2 separate regions of the Pan troglodytes genome follow, and region 1 is linked to region 2. A link is a contact called in public capture Hi-C data. All regions are on one chromosome and are shown on one strand. The core of a region is the stretch at or near the end of the contact, and the rest is flanking DNA. Distances in the headings are between cores, read along the strand shown. Region 1 overlaps ARID4B (AT-rich interaction domain 4B). Region 2 overlaps TBCE (tubulin folding cofactor E).

The links. Capture Hi-C pulls out chosen DNA fragments and counts their contacts.
Region 1: a capture Hi-C map of stem cell-derived neural stem cells shows a contact between it and region 2, with 4 times the contacts expected there. The contact joins two enhancer-like sites. A contact is called at or near these places in 2 of 7 Hi-C or Micro-C datasets (induced pluripotent stem cells and stem cell-derived neural progenitor cells) and 1 of 1 other capture datasets (stem cell-derived neural stem cells).

Annotation. Positions count from the first base shown.
Region 1 is chr1:13,911,690-13,917,599 of NHGRI_mPanTro3-v2.0_pri, reverse strand. It overlaps ARID4B (AT-rich interaction domain 4B), which reads right to left. Exons shown (of 25, transcript XR_010156663.1): 3 at 4,620-4,730; 4 at 1,131-1,196. Among named protein-coding and RNA genes, the nearest start is that of GGPS1, 66 kb to the right of the region's middle. Within about 2 kb of position 3,584, at least 2 of the 24 cell types and tissues checked have an H3K27ac peak or open chromatin away from gene starts, as enhancers often do. A contact at or near this core is called in stem cell-derived neural stem cells, where this site is marked.
Region 2 is chr1:13,736,688-13,742,775 of NHGRI_mPanTro3-v2.0_pri, reverse strand. TBCE (tubulin folding cofactor E) reads left to right here. Exons shown (of 16, transcript XM_063809717.1): 5 at 3,997-4,096. B3GALNT2 (beta-1,3-N-acetylgalactosaminyltransferase 2) reads right to left here. Exons shown (of 13, transcript XM_054660491.2): 13 at 3,928-4,166. The coding sequence ends at 4,064. Among named protein-coding and RNA genes, the nearest start is that of TBCE, 66 kb to the left of the region's middle. Within about 2 kb of position 1,910, at least 2 of the 24 cell types and tissues checked have an H3K27ac peak or open chromatin away from gene starts, as enhancers often do. A contact at or near this core is called in stem cell-derived neural stem cells, where this site is marked.

The DNA of each region.
Region 1 (5,910 bases), core at 2,335-4,834, 170 kb before region 2:
AGGCGTGGTGGCAGGCGCCTGTAATCCCAGCTACTCGGGAGGCTGAGCCAGGAGAATTGCTTGAGCCTGGGAGGTGGAGGTTGCAGTGAGCCGAGATCGCGCCACTGCACTCCAGCCTGGGTGACAGAGCAAGACTCTGCCTCAAAAAAAAAAAAAAGTGCCAGCAGTTTTACCGATCAATATTTTTGTACCATCAGTGAAAATGTTAATGTAGTAAAAAAGGCAAATAATACCTAAGTACTATTATAAAGTTTTACCCTTACAACCCCCCCCAAAAGAGTCCTGGGAACCCCCAGGGTCAGTAGATTACACCGTGAGTACCACCATCTGTGAAACTGACTGTCCTTGCCCTGTATTTCCACTCTTCTTTCAAGGAACCTCAGGAAGGATAGGGACAATTTAAAAATTGCTCTGGGGTTTCCTTTTGGCCCTAAACCAGCCAAAGAGCACATAGTGGTTTACCCACACATTCTCTTTTAGCTTGCTCACTGGCAAAAAGCAAAGCAGCATTTATTTCACTTGCCAATGAGGAAAAATGAATGCAAAGAAATAAAACTCTCCAACTGTTAGTGTAAAGGCTGATGACCCTTAAAAGATTTCATTTGCCAGTAGTGGCTCCAAAGAAGTAAGAGCTCTGATTTTTTTGGTTTTCTAACTTTCTCACTTTTCAGATCATCGTGGAACTGACATCACTAATCCCTAGTTCATCACCTATTAATTTTGGAAAATCCATCATTTTAGTAATGGAAATATGGTGGATTAAGTAAATAAATGTAGTCAATGCTTCTTTGATACTCATTTTATTTCTGAATAAACTGTTTGGTTTTACTATCATATCAAGTATTATTTAATATTAAATCTTTTTTTTAAAAGACAGCATCTCATGCTGTCCCCAAGTGCAGTGTACACAATCATAACTTATTGCAACCTTGAACTCCTGGCCTCAAGCTATCCTCCTGCCTCAGCCTCCTTAGTCACTGAGATTAAGTCTATTTTTTCTATTAGTCTTTTTAGAGAAAATTACATATTGAATTTATCAACTCAATAACAAAAGAGCCAATGAATTAATACCAAGTATGATTATTTTTTCCCAAACAACCATTAGAATTAACAATGAATACATGAATTACCTTTAGTGGGCCCTTTATGTGGTCATCCTGAACTTCCACTGTTGAAGAATCATGTCTAAATGTCACCTAGAGATTATAAGTTTAATTAGCCACCAAAAATAAACCAAGCAACACAAGCTCATCAATGCACCAATTATTCATTTGTAGTAAAAGAAATATAAAATAATAGCTGCCTAGTTTATACAACATCCCAATCCCTAAGTAGATTAACTAAAAAATTATTTACAGACAACTGCCCAGACCGTATCTCAGTTTTCAAAAATAAAAGTAATCAATGATAGCACATCTAAATTACTAGATGTTCCACATGTCATTCTTTTTTTTTTTTTTTAACTTTTTTCTTTTTTGATATACAGTCTCACTCTGTCGCCCAGGTTGGAGTGCAGTAGCGCAATCTTGGCTCACTGCAACCTCCACCTCAGGGTTCAAGTGATTCTCCTACCTCAGCCTTTCAAGTAGTTAGGATTACAGGCACCTACCACCAGGCCAACTAATTTTTGTATTTCTAATAGAGACGGGGTTTCACCACGTTGGCCAGGCTGGTCTCAAACTCCCAACCTCAAGTGATCCGCCCGCCTTGACCTACCAGAGTGCTGGGATTACAGGTGTGAGTCACCACGCCTGGTCCCACATATAATCCTTTATTTCAATACTATCAGTTATGAATTTAGTTGTAAAATTGCTTTTCCTAAAAAATGAGAAAGAAAGATATGGGGATTTTAGGCTATTAGGTATTATATCATTTTGTGAAGGCCTACCTTAATAATAAACAGTAGCAGCAAACACTTAACTGAGATCTGAGCATCAGTCTCTAGTACCAAACATTTAATCTTCACAACAACCCTATTAGGTAGGTATGACTGTTCCCATTTTGTTGATAAGAAAACTGAGAAACAGGCCAGGTGCGGTGGCTCATCCCTGTAATCCCAGCACTTTGGAAGGCCGAAGCAGGTGGATCACCTGAGATCAGGAGATGGGACCAGTCTGGTTAACATGGTGAAGCCCCATCTCTATTAAAAATACAAAAATTACCCAGGCATGGTGGCGCATGCCTGTTAATCCCAGCTACTCCGGAGGCTTAGGCAGGAGAATCACTTGAACCAGGGAGGTGGAGGTTGCAGTGAGCCGAGATTGCGTCACTGCACTCCAGCCTGGGGGACAGGGCAAGACTCCGTCTCAAAAGCAAAACAGAACAAAACAAAAAACAGAAAGTGTAAGTACCTGGTCCAAGTTTACAGAGCTAGACATGGTGGAGCTGATATTTAAATGTAGGCAGTCTAGTTCCAGAACTTTACTGTGCTCTATATCATTACAGAAATCAGAGAATGGGAAACCAGAGGTGAAAAGAGTAAGTTAAAATAATGAGTTCAAATTTAAATATTTAATTAGCTGGTGAAAAACAAGATAGCTTCCACTACTCAGTATAGAAAACAATTGTTTTCTCTAACAAGGGAAAAGAGTTCTTATAGGGATTGAATCATTAACATGGTCTTTATCAGGTATATGTGATAATTATTTTAGGTAACAGGCAGGCCCACTCAAAAACCAGCTATGAACGGAGATGCCTTATACCCACAGCATCCCAGGCATTTCTGTGTCATACAAAAGCATTATCACACTTTTTATTTAAATCACATGTTTAGATATCTGTGCCCTTCACTTAAACTATAAGCTACTTACAGATGGAGACTAGGTCTTAACACTAGAGTTTCACCTTTAGATAGAGCTTAGCACATAGTTAATGTTCAACAAATGAAAACAGGTAGTGAAAACATATCAACAAATTTGTTAAAAATATATTAACTTTGAATCATAAACAAATTAAACATGTTAAAAAATATATCCCTATATCTACTGACAAAATCACTGAATGAAATACACTTTCTTTTTCCTTGTGTATGTGTTTTAATGGACATCACCTCCACAGAAACAAATTTTTAGGGCAGCCGAAAAAATTAAAAATAAGCTTTAGATATTCATTACTTATAAGGCACAAGGTACTCTGTGCTATCAATAGAGGCAGTAGAGTCCAGTAAGAGTTTTGTTCCTTTCATTTACAGCAAGAAATGGCAGGACTGCTACATGTCATTTTCCTAGTTCATTCATTATACAGGAAATGTGCAGCTAAGGATGCAAGATGGGGCTTAAATCCAGCCTTTGCTTTGTGGGCCAAAGCATGGGTCCTGGAGTGACACAGCTCCTGTCCAAAGAGAATGTCTTTTCCAACTGGCACAAACTTGCTATCTGCATGCCAAGCGCTGCTAAGAAGGCTTTCCACCAGGAGAGAGGGCTTTTGTCTACTTCACACAAAGGTGATACATGTGCTACCAGTAGTCCTGAAAAAGTACAAACATTGATAAAAGGCTTTCTCTTCCTCTACAGGATAGTACTGGCAAAAAACAGTGCTTGGGGAATACCAGTGTGTGAAGCCAGAACAGGAAATGCACACTATAAAAGCACCAACCACCAAGCATGTGGAAACTGAAGGTAGGGTGGGGCCAAGACTAGCCCCCTACCAGGTTGTAGTTAATTTAAAGGACTTATCACAATGGTTCCTAACCAGGAGTGTAAATTAGAATCACCTAGGTAGCTTTTTCAACACATCCATGCATAAGGAATATAGGAACAGTAAAAGCTCCAGAAGAGACTGATACCCTCCACAGAAGCACAACACCTCTACAGTCTATGTAATTGGTGAAATAAAAACCAATGGTTTAAAAGGTATCTGCTAATCTAGATTATAAATTCCTTGAGGACAGATCAGGTCAATCTCATCCTAATATCCCCATCCTCCTTCCCACCTAAAAGTTCCCTGCAAAAGGTTTGTCACTCAATAAATTATTGACAAATGAATAAATGTCTATATTCAAGTTCACCTGTCTGGTATTTTTCAGTGCTGATAAATTTATTAAAATGGAAGCAATTACATTCCTTTTTCTATATTAAGACAAAACTCAAGTACTTTAGAAAGATGTTTCAAGAAAGGCAGAGCATAAGGAGTCAACAACTAGATGTACCTTATTTCACTGTTATCTAAGGCACCATCAATTACAAGTCACATTCTAATTTTATGGCTGAAATAGAGGGGGTGATGCCTTAAAATTGATGAACTATGGTAGTTCCAATTCTGCCATGAATTTGGCATAATGGCCTTGGAGAAATCACTAACCCTCTCCGAGCCTCATTTTTCTTGTAATAAAATGAAGCAATTAAACTAGATGACTTCTAAGTTCCTTTCCAGCTCTAAAACACTATACAAACAATAAGACGTCTATAGTGAAATGGCATTCAAAATACCAACTGTGATCATCTAATTTCTTTCCAATTATAATACTTTTAAAATAACAAAAAATGCTTTGTTTTGAGGTATTTTTACAACCTTCACTCCTAGAAACTTATTTTGCAGAAAAATCTTAAATACACTCACCAAATAAAAGTTTACATATCAAATGCTGAACATACAATTTATAAAATCTATAAATACTGTACCTTGACTTTGACAAGTCTTTTTGCTGTCTTGATCTTGGCTTCACAAAAGGCTCCTCTGTATTTAGCACTCACATCAGTGCCCACTGTCAAATAAGGAGGCTCATCAAGGGCCTAAAAATGCAAAGAAATATAATTAGATTTAAACTCTCTAATTCTTTCTCATAATCAGACCTCAGAATAGTGAGCCTAATCTTGTTAAGCTACAACAGTTATAATATGAAATGTATGTTAACAAGACCAATCTATAAAATACTATAAATTAAAAAACAAGTAAAATGTTTATCATAAAGACTATTTAAATGTACATCACATAAAATATAAAGGTATCTTATTTCCATTAAATACATATGGTCCATGATATGAATTAGCTCACTCACAAGTATACCCCTCTAGTCACTCATTCATTCAAATATTTATTTATTCTATGACCACTTACAAGAAAAGGGTCCACTGGCCAGAAGGCAGATCTTTAAAGCTCAAATTCTGGGGTGGGGGGGAAATCTTCTAATATTTAGGCTGTATCTTGGCAGTCACCCAGATTCAGAATAGCTCTGTTATATCTCTATCTAGAAAAGTCTAAGGTAGTTTAGTGTAGTGCCTGGTGTGGTGGCTCCTGCCTATAATCCCAGAACTTTGGAAGGCCAAGGCTGGAGGATCACTTGAGCCCAGGAGTTTGAGACCACCCCAAGCAACATAGGGAAAACCCAACTCTACAAAATAAAAAAATAAAAACTGGCTGGCTATGGTGCCATGCGCCTGTACTCCTAGCTACTCGGGAGACTGAAGTGGGAGGACTGCTTGAGCCCAAGAGGTCGAGACTGGAGTGAAAAGTGATCGTGCCACTGAACTCTAGCCTGGGCCACAGAGTGAGACCCTGTCTCAAAAAAGCAAACAAAAAAGAATGTAGTATAGCATATAAGGGAGAAAAGTTAGTATATTTAAACTACTAGTGAAAACTATATGAAGAAAGTCATCTGGAAAGTCTCAAAACTTTGAAGCCAAAATATCTTAAATGCTTTAATAGGAGGGATTCGCTGGATATTTACTCTTCTACCTTAACTAATATTTATGTTTCCTCAGTTTTACATTCAGGTACATTTCTACATTTTTATTTCTAAGGAGTTCTTCTGCTTATAGTAATTCCATAGCCAAAGAAAAATCATGGAAGTAGCTTTTTCCAAAGTGCTTTATAAAAAGTACTAACATCCCAGGACGTTCCACCAAAAGGAAAGGAGGCAGGAGTTGGGGGAAATTCACTATATTGAATGAATTACTTCTCTGCCTCAACTTT
Region 2 (6,088 bases), core at 661-3,160:
CCAGAACTCGAGGCAGTGGGAGAGCTGCAGACCCGGGTGTGTCAAATCTGAGGGCACTTCCAGGGGAGGGGATGAGCTTCCTCCTCATGACCTGCGGAGGAGAGTCTGTGCCCAGGTGCTTGGCCTGTGCTTTCACGGGGGCTCCTTGAACAGTGTGTGTGGGAGGGGCGACCACATATTGACAGCTGTTGTTCGTGGTTGATTTCGGGATGTAGGTGGTCTGTGTGCTCTGTATAGACCTTAGAAACAATAACTCTAGGCTACATAATGGGAAGCAGCAGTGAGGGAAGTGTGATTAGACTTAAATCCTTCCTCAGCAGCCTAACAGCCGATTTAGTGGGGTTAATGGAAACACAGGGTGGCCAAAGTGTCACCCAGAGGCCGAGAAAGCACCCCTCGCATGAGCCTGTGTTAGGCGGTGTCAGGAAGCCAGGGCAGCCGAGAGGAGGCTGAGGAGGAGGGGCGGAGGAGCAGTTTACAGAAGCCATCATGCAGGTGTGGGCCCAAGGGCGGAGGAGGAGCCCGAGGGGACCTGGAGGGTGTTTGCCGGGTCTGGAATTTTCGGCAGCCTGCACCGACTCTTTTCCCTTCCATTTGATGCGACGGCCACGGCAAAATCAAGGCTATTCTGCAGGTACTCATATTACCGGTTGAAATGCAACTGTTTACGAGGGTAGACCCCATTGTTAGCTCTTGGGCTGTAATAGTCCAGGCAGCTGGCAGGATTCGGGCATGGGTAGCTGGCGACCGGGTATGGAGTCATCCCTTTCTTCGCATCTTCTCTGCCGTCCTTCCCTTGTTCCTGACCTTCTTGCAGAGCTTCCTAATTGGTTCCTGCCTAAAATTATTTCCTTTCTAACCAATGCTTTGGAGTGATGCCACTGTTTTTGTAATGAAACTTTCTCCACGTTTTATGTATGTTTGATGACTCCCTGTTGCTTTATGGAGTGCAGTGATATGGATTTTGGATCGAGGCTGACTTGGGTGTAACTTCCCACTTGTTCATTTGCACACAGTGACACAGCTCTGTGACTGCTGTGCCACCGTTTGTTCTGCTATGAGAAAGCAAAACAACCCAGCAATCAGCATAGTGCCTGGGTCTGGTTAGCAGTGGCAGCAGCAGTGCGGGTGGTGGCTGTCGCTGCTGCTGTTGTTATTACTGGATCTTAGAGTTCTTTTTTTTTTTTTTTTTTTTTTTTTTGGAGATGGAGTCTTGCTCTTTCACTGGGCTGGAGTGCAGTGGCGCGATCTTGGCTCACCGCAACCTTCTGGCACCCAGGTTCAAGCGATTCTTCTGCCTCAGCCCCCTGAGTAGCTGGGACCACAGATGCGTGCCACCACGCTTGGCTGATTTTGTTTTTGTTTTTTTTTTCTTTTTTTGAGATAGAGTTTCGTTCTTGTTGCCCAGGCTGGAGTGCAATGGCATGATCTTGGCTCACTGCTACCTCCGCCTCCCAGGTTCAAGCGATTCTCCTGCCTCAGCCTCCCGAGTAGCTGGGATTACAGACATGCGCCACCATGCCCGGCTAATTTTGTATTTTTAGTAGGGACGGGGTTTCTCCATGTTGGTCAGGCTGGTCTCGAACTCCCGACCTCAGGTGATCCGCCCGCCTCGGCCACCCAAAGTGCTGGGATTATAGGCATGAGCCACAGTTCCCGGTCGATTTTTGTATCTTTAGTAGAGACAGGGTTTCACCGTGTTGGCCAGGCTGGTCTCGAACTCCTGACCTCAGGTGATCCGCCCACTTTGGCCTCTCAAAGTGCTGGGATTACAGTCGTGAGCCGCTGCGCCTGGCCTGGATCTTAGAGCTCTTCTTCTGTCGCTGGCCACTCCTCCTCAGTCGCTTCTGTGGGACCTTTCTCTGGTTGCAGAGTGTTGGGTGTGCCCCAAGGCTCAGACTTGGGAGCCCTGGGCTTCTTGAGAGACCTTCTGGGGTGTGGCTGGCACTCCTCCACGGCCTGCCCTCTTCCACATCTGTCTCTACAGCTGCAGCTTTGATACCTCTGTCTGGATGTCTCATAGCCATCATAGATTTAGCATGTCCAAAACTAAGACCCACGCCTGCTCATCCTGTAGTCTTTTCCCTCTTAATAAATGACAGTTCCAGTTGCACAGGCCACAGATCTTGGAGTTGTCCTTGACACTCCCTTTCTCCCATGCCCCACACCTAAATCCATTGGCAAATCCTGTGAGCCCCACTTCCAGAGTCAGACACCCCCTCTGACGTGTTCTGCCCTCTCATGCTGCTGGTTTGCTCCGGCCTCCTGGAGACTCCCGGCCCTCCTTTGTTTCCCTGCAGTTATGCTCAACTCAGAAGCACAGTGACTTTTACTGGTTTTTTTTTGCTGTTGTTGTTTTGTTTTCTGACATAATGTAGATCAAAGTCAAAGCAGAGTGATTTTTAAAGGGCCCAGGTCACCTGTCGCTGTTTCAAAGCCTCCAATATCTCCCGTTTCAAGCAAACGTTGAAAAGTCCGTTTCAAACAGACTTTGAAGTGGCCTGCAAGGCCCTTTGTGATGTGGCCTGGCCCCTTGTTCCTTGTGACCTTGTTTCTAGTACCCCCAAGCCCCTCTGCTCCAGTCACACAGGCGCTGGCGGTCCCGGTCATAGGCTGAGCTCGTTCCCACCCCAGGGCCTTTTGCTCTTGTCACTCCTCCGCCATGTGCTCCTCTCCCAGATGGCGTTCCCCCATTTCCCTCAGCTCTCTGCTCAGATGCCCTCTTAGAGGAGGTGGCCTTCCCTGGGCACTGCATATAGAACAGCCACACACCTTTCCTGCATGCCCTGCTCTGTCCCTGAGCACAGACAGGCCTGCCTGTGACACACTGTTGAGGCCCCTGTGTCGCGATCGTCTCTCCCCGATGACACTCTGCTTTGCTCACTGCGATGCTCCTGGCCCTAAATAATTACTTGCAGAATAGACGAGTGCATTGAATAATTTCCACACATACACATATTAGATGAGAGTGTAGCTCCTCCAGTAGCTGGCCCGGTCCTGCTGCAAGCTCCTCTGTCTTTCTCTGCGGGGACCTGGCTAAGCTGTGCCCCTTCCTGATGGTGCTGCACCTGCACCTAGCCCCTCACCTCCACTTGTGTTGCCTGTCGGCTTTGCTTTTCCAGCCCCACTGTGTTATCCTCTCTGAATCCCTGTATCAGGGGCAGTTGGAGTGATACTGTTACAACTGCTTCCAGGCTACCGGACACCCTCTCAATTCCTAAGTCATGCACTTTTGAACATGTGTCCCAAGTTGACCCCTCTTCTCTCCCCTGTAGATGCTATTTATCTGGAGATTCCTATGGTAATGGTGCCCCGTAGAAGGTCGTGTGCTGGGGTGAGGCTTGTGTGTATACCTTAGGTGCTTCAGAAATCAAAGTTACCCTCACTGCTTTTCCCCTCTCCTTTTGTTGGATAGTGCTAGGATGGTTTAGCGTTATGACATTTGGTTGTCATTTGATTGTAGATGTTTGTCTCAAGTTTTGAGTATATAACAATGAACTTTTAATTTATTTTTAGTTTTTTGAGACAGTCTCACTCTGTCACCCAGGCTGGAGTGCAGTGGTGCAGTCTCCACTCACTGCAACCTCCGCCTCCCGGGCTCTAGAGTTTCTCTTGCCTTAACCTCCTGAGTAGCTGGAATTACGAGCGCGTGCCACCACACCTGGTTAATTTCTGTATTTTTAGTAGAATGGGGTTTTGCCATGTGGGCCAGGCTGGTCTTGAACTCCTGACCTCAAGTGATTCCCCCGACCTTGGCATCCCAAAGTGCCGGGATTACAGGCGTGAGCCACCGTGCCTGGCCTCACAATGAACTTTTTCGTTTCTCAGTGAAGTTTTGGATAACTTAAAAATATTATGTACTCCTGAAAAAATTTGAAGCTGACTAGAGGGTATAAAATGAAAAGTTAAAACGCTCATGCTCTGGAATTAAGAGTAACTCCTTTTATGTCTTTTGTGAATCTTTTGAAATTACTGTTTCTTAACATGTGCTTTTAGATATCAGAAAGGTAGATTTGTCAAAAAACCTGTTGTCATCATGGGATGAAGTGATACACATTGCTGATCAGCTCAGACACCTGGAAGTCCTTAATGTCAGGTATGAACTCTTGGTTGCTGAATCTTCATTAACAATAAAGCTCATCTCTCCTTGCTTCCTCACAGCATCTCTGTGGAAAGAGGTAGGGAGCCGGAAGGGTTAAGGCTGCCACCTGATGATACAGGAGTTAAGAAGGAATTACTCAGGCTGATAGTGAGGGTATGGAAGTCCTCAGTAAGGTTTTCCTTTTAATGAAAAGCAGCCCCAAATTATTTTCCTTTCTAACACAAGCAGCCTGTAAAATCGAGCTGCAGACATAGATGCGGACAGTTGAGCCAATCAGGTTCAAGATGGCAGCTCCATCTTCCCTTCTCTTTTCCAGCCACGTGTACAGTAAGCAGCAGACAAGATGGTGCCAGCCAAAGGGAAATTTCATTTACATAGTAAGATTAGGGTGGGGTGGCCAGCCTTTCCTGGCTGTGTAAATGTCATGCCTGATTGAACCAATCTGTGAGCATTAAGTAAATCAGACACTGCCTCCTCAAGTCAAACTAAAATCTGTGCATCTGGGCCGGGTGCAGTGGCTCACTCCTGTAATCCCAGCATTTTGGGAGTCTGAGGCAGGCGGATCACCTGAGGTAAGGAGTTCGAGACCAGCCTGACCAACATGGAGAAACCCCGTCTCTACTAAAAATACAAAATTAGCTGGGCGTGGTGGCATGCAACTGTAGTCCCAGCTACTCAGGAGGCTGAGACAAGATAATTGCTTGAACCCAGGAGGCAGAGGTTGCAGTGAGCTGAGATCATGCCATTGCACTCCAGCCTGGGTGATAGACCAAGACTCCGTCAAAAAAACAAACAAGGGCCAGGCGCAGTGGCTCACACCTGGAATCCCAACACTTTGGGAGGCTGAGGCGGGCGGATCATGAGGTCAGGAGATCGAGACCATCATAGCTAACAAAGTGAAACCCCATCTCTACTAAAAATACAAAAAATTAGCCGGGCGTGGTGGTGGGCGCCTGTAGTCCCAGCTACTCGGGAGGCTGAGGCAGGAGAATGGCATGAACCTGGGAGGTGGAGCTTGCAGTGAGCCGAGATTGTGCCACTGCACTCCAGCCTGGGCGACAGAGCGAGACTCCATCTCAGAAAACAAACAAACAAAAAATCTGCATCTGCTGCCAGCTTGCCTTTTTCTTCTTGGAAGTCCCCTCTCTCTTACTAGAGAGAGAGCTGTTTTCCATCTTCTTTCTCTTGCCTGTTAAACCTCTGCTCCTAAACTCCTCATGTGTGTCTGTGTCCTAAATTTTCCTGGTGGGAGAAGAGGAATACCAGGTTTATACCCCAGACAACGCAGCTGTTTCGCTAGTAGACATTTTTATACAGCCAGATTTTGGTTTACTTGAATTTATCTAAATTTAACTTTAAGGACACATTTAATCTTTAAGGACACTTTATTTATTTATTTATTTATTTATTTATTTGAGACAGTGTCTCGCCCTGTCGCCAGGCTGGAGTGCAGTGGCGTGATCTTGGCCCACTGCAACCTCTGCCTCCCGGGTTTGAGCGATTCTGCTGCCTCAGCCTCCTGAGTAGCTGGGACTACAGGCACGAGCCACCACGCCCAACTAATTTTTGTGTTTTTAGTAGAGACGGGGTTTCACTATGTTGGCTAGGATAGTCTCAATCTCTTGACCTTGTGATCCGCCCACATCAGCCTCCCAAAGTGCTGGGATTACAGTGTGAGCCACTGTGCCCAGCCTTATGTATGTATGTATATATGTATGTGTGTGTATATATATATATATATATATATTTTTTTTTGAGACAGAGTCTCACTCTTGTCGCCCAGGCTGGAGTGCAATGGCGCGATCTCGGCTCACTGCAGCTTCCCCTTCCCGGGTTCAAGGGATTCTCCTGCCTCAGTCTCCTGAGTAGCTGGAACTATAGGTGCCCACCACCACTGCCAGCTACTTTTTGTATTTTTAGTAGAGGCAGGGTTTCGCCATGTTGGCCAGGCTGTTCTTGAACTCCTGACCTCAGGTTTTCCACCCA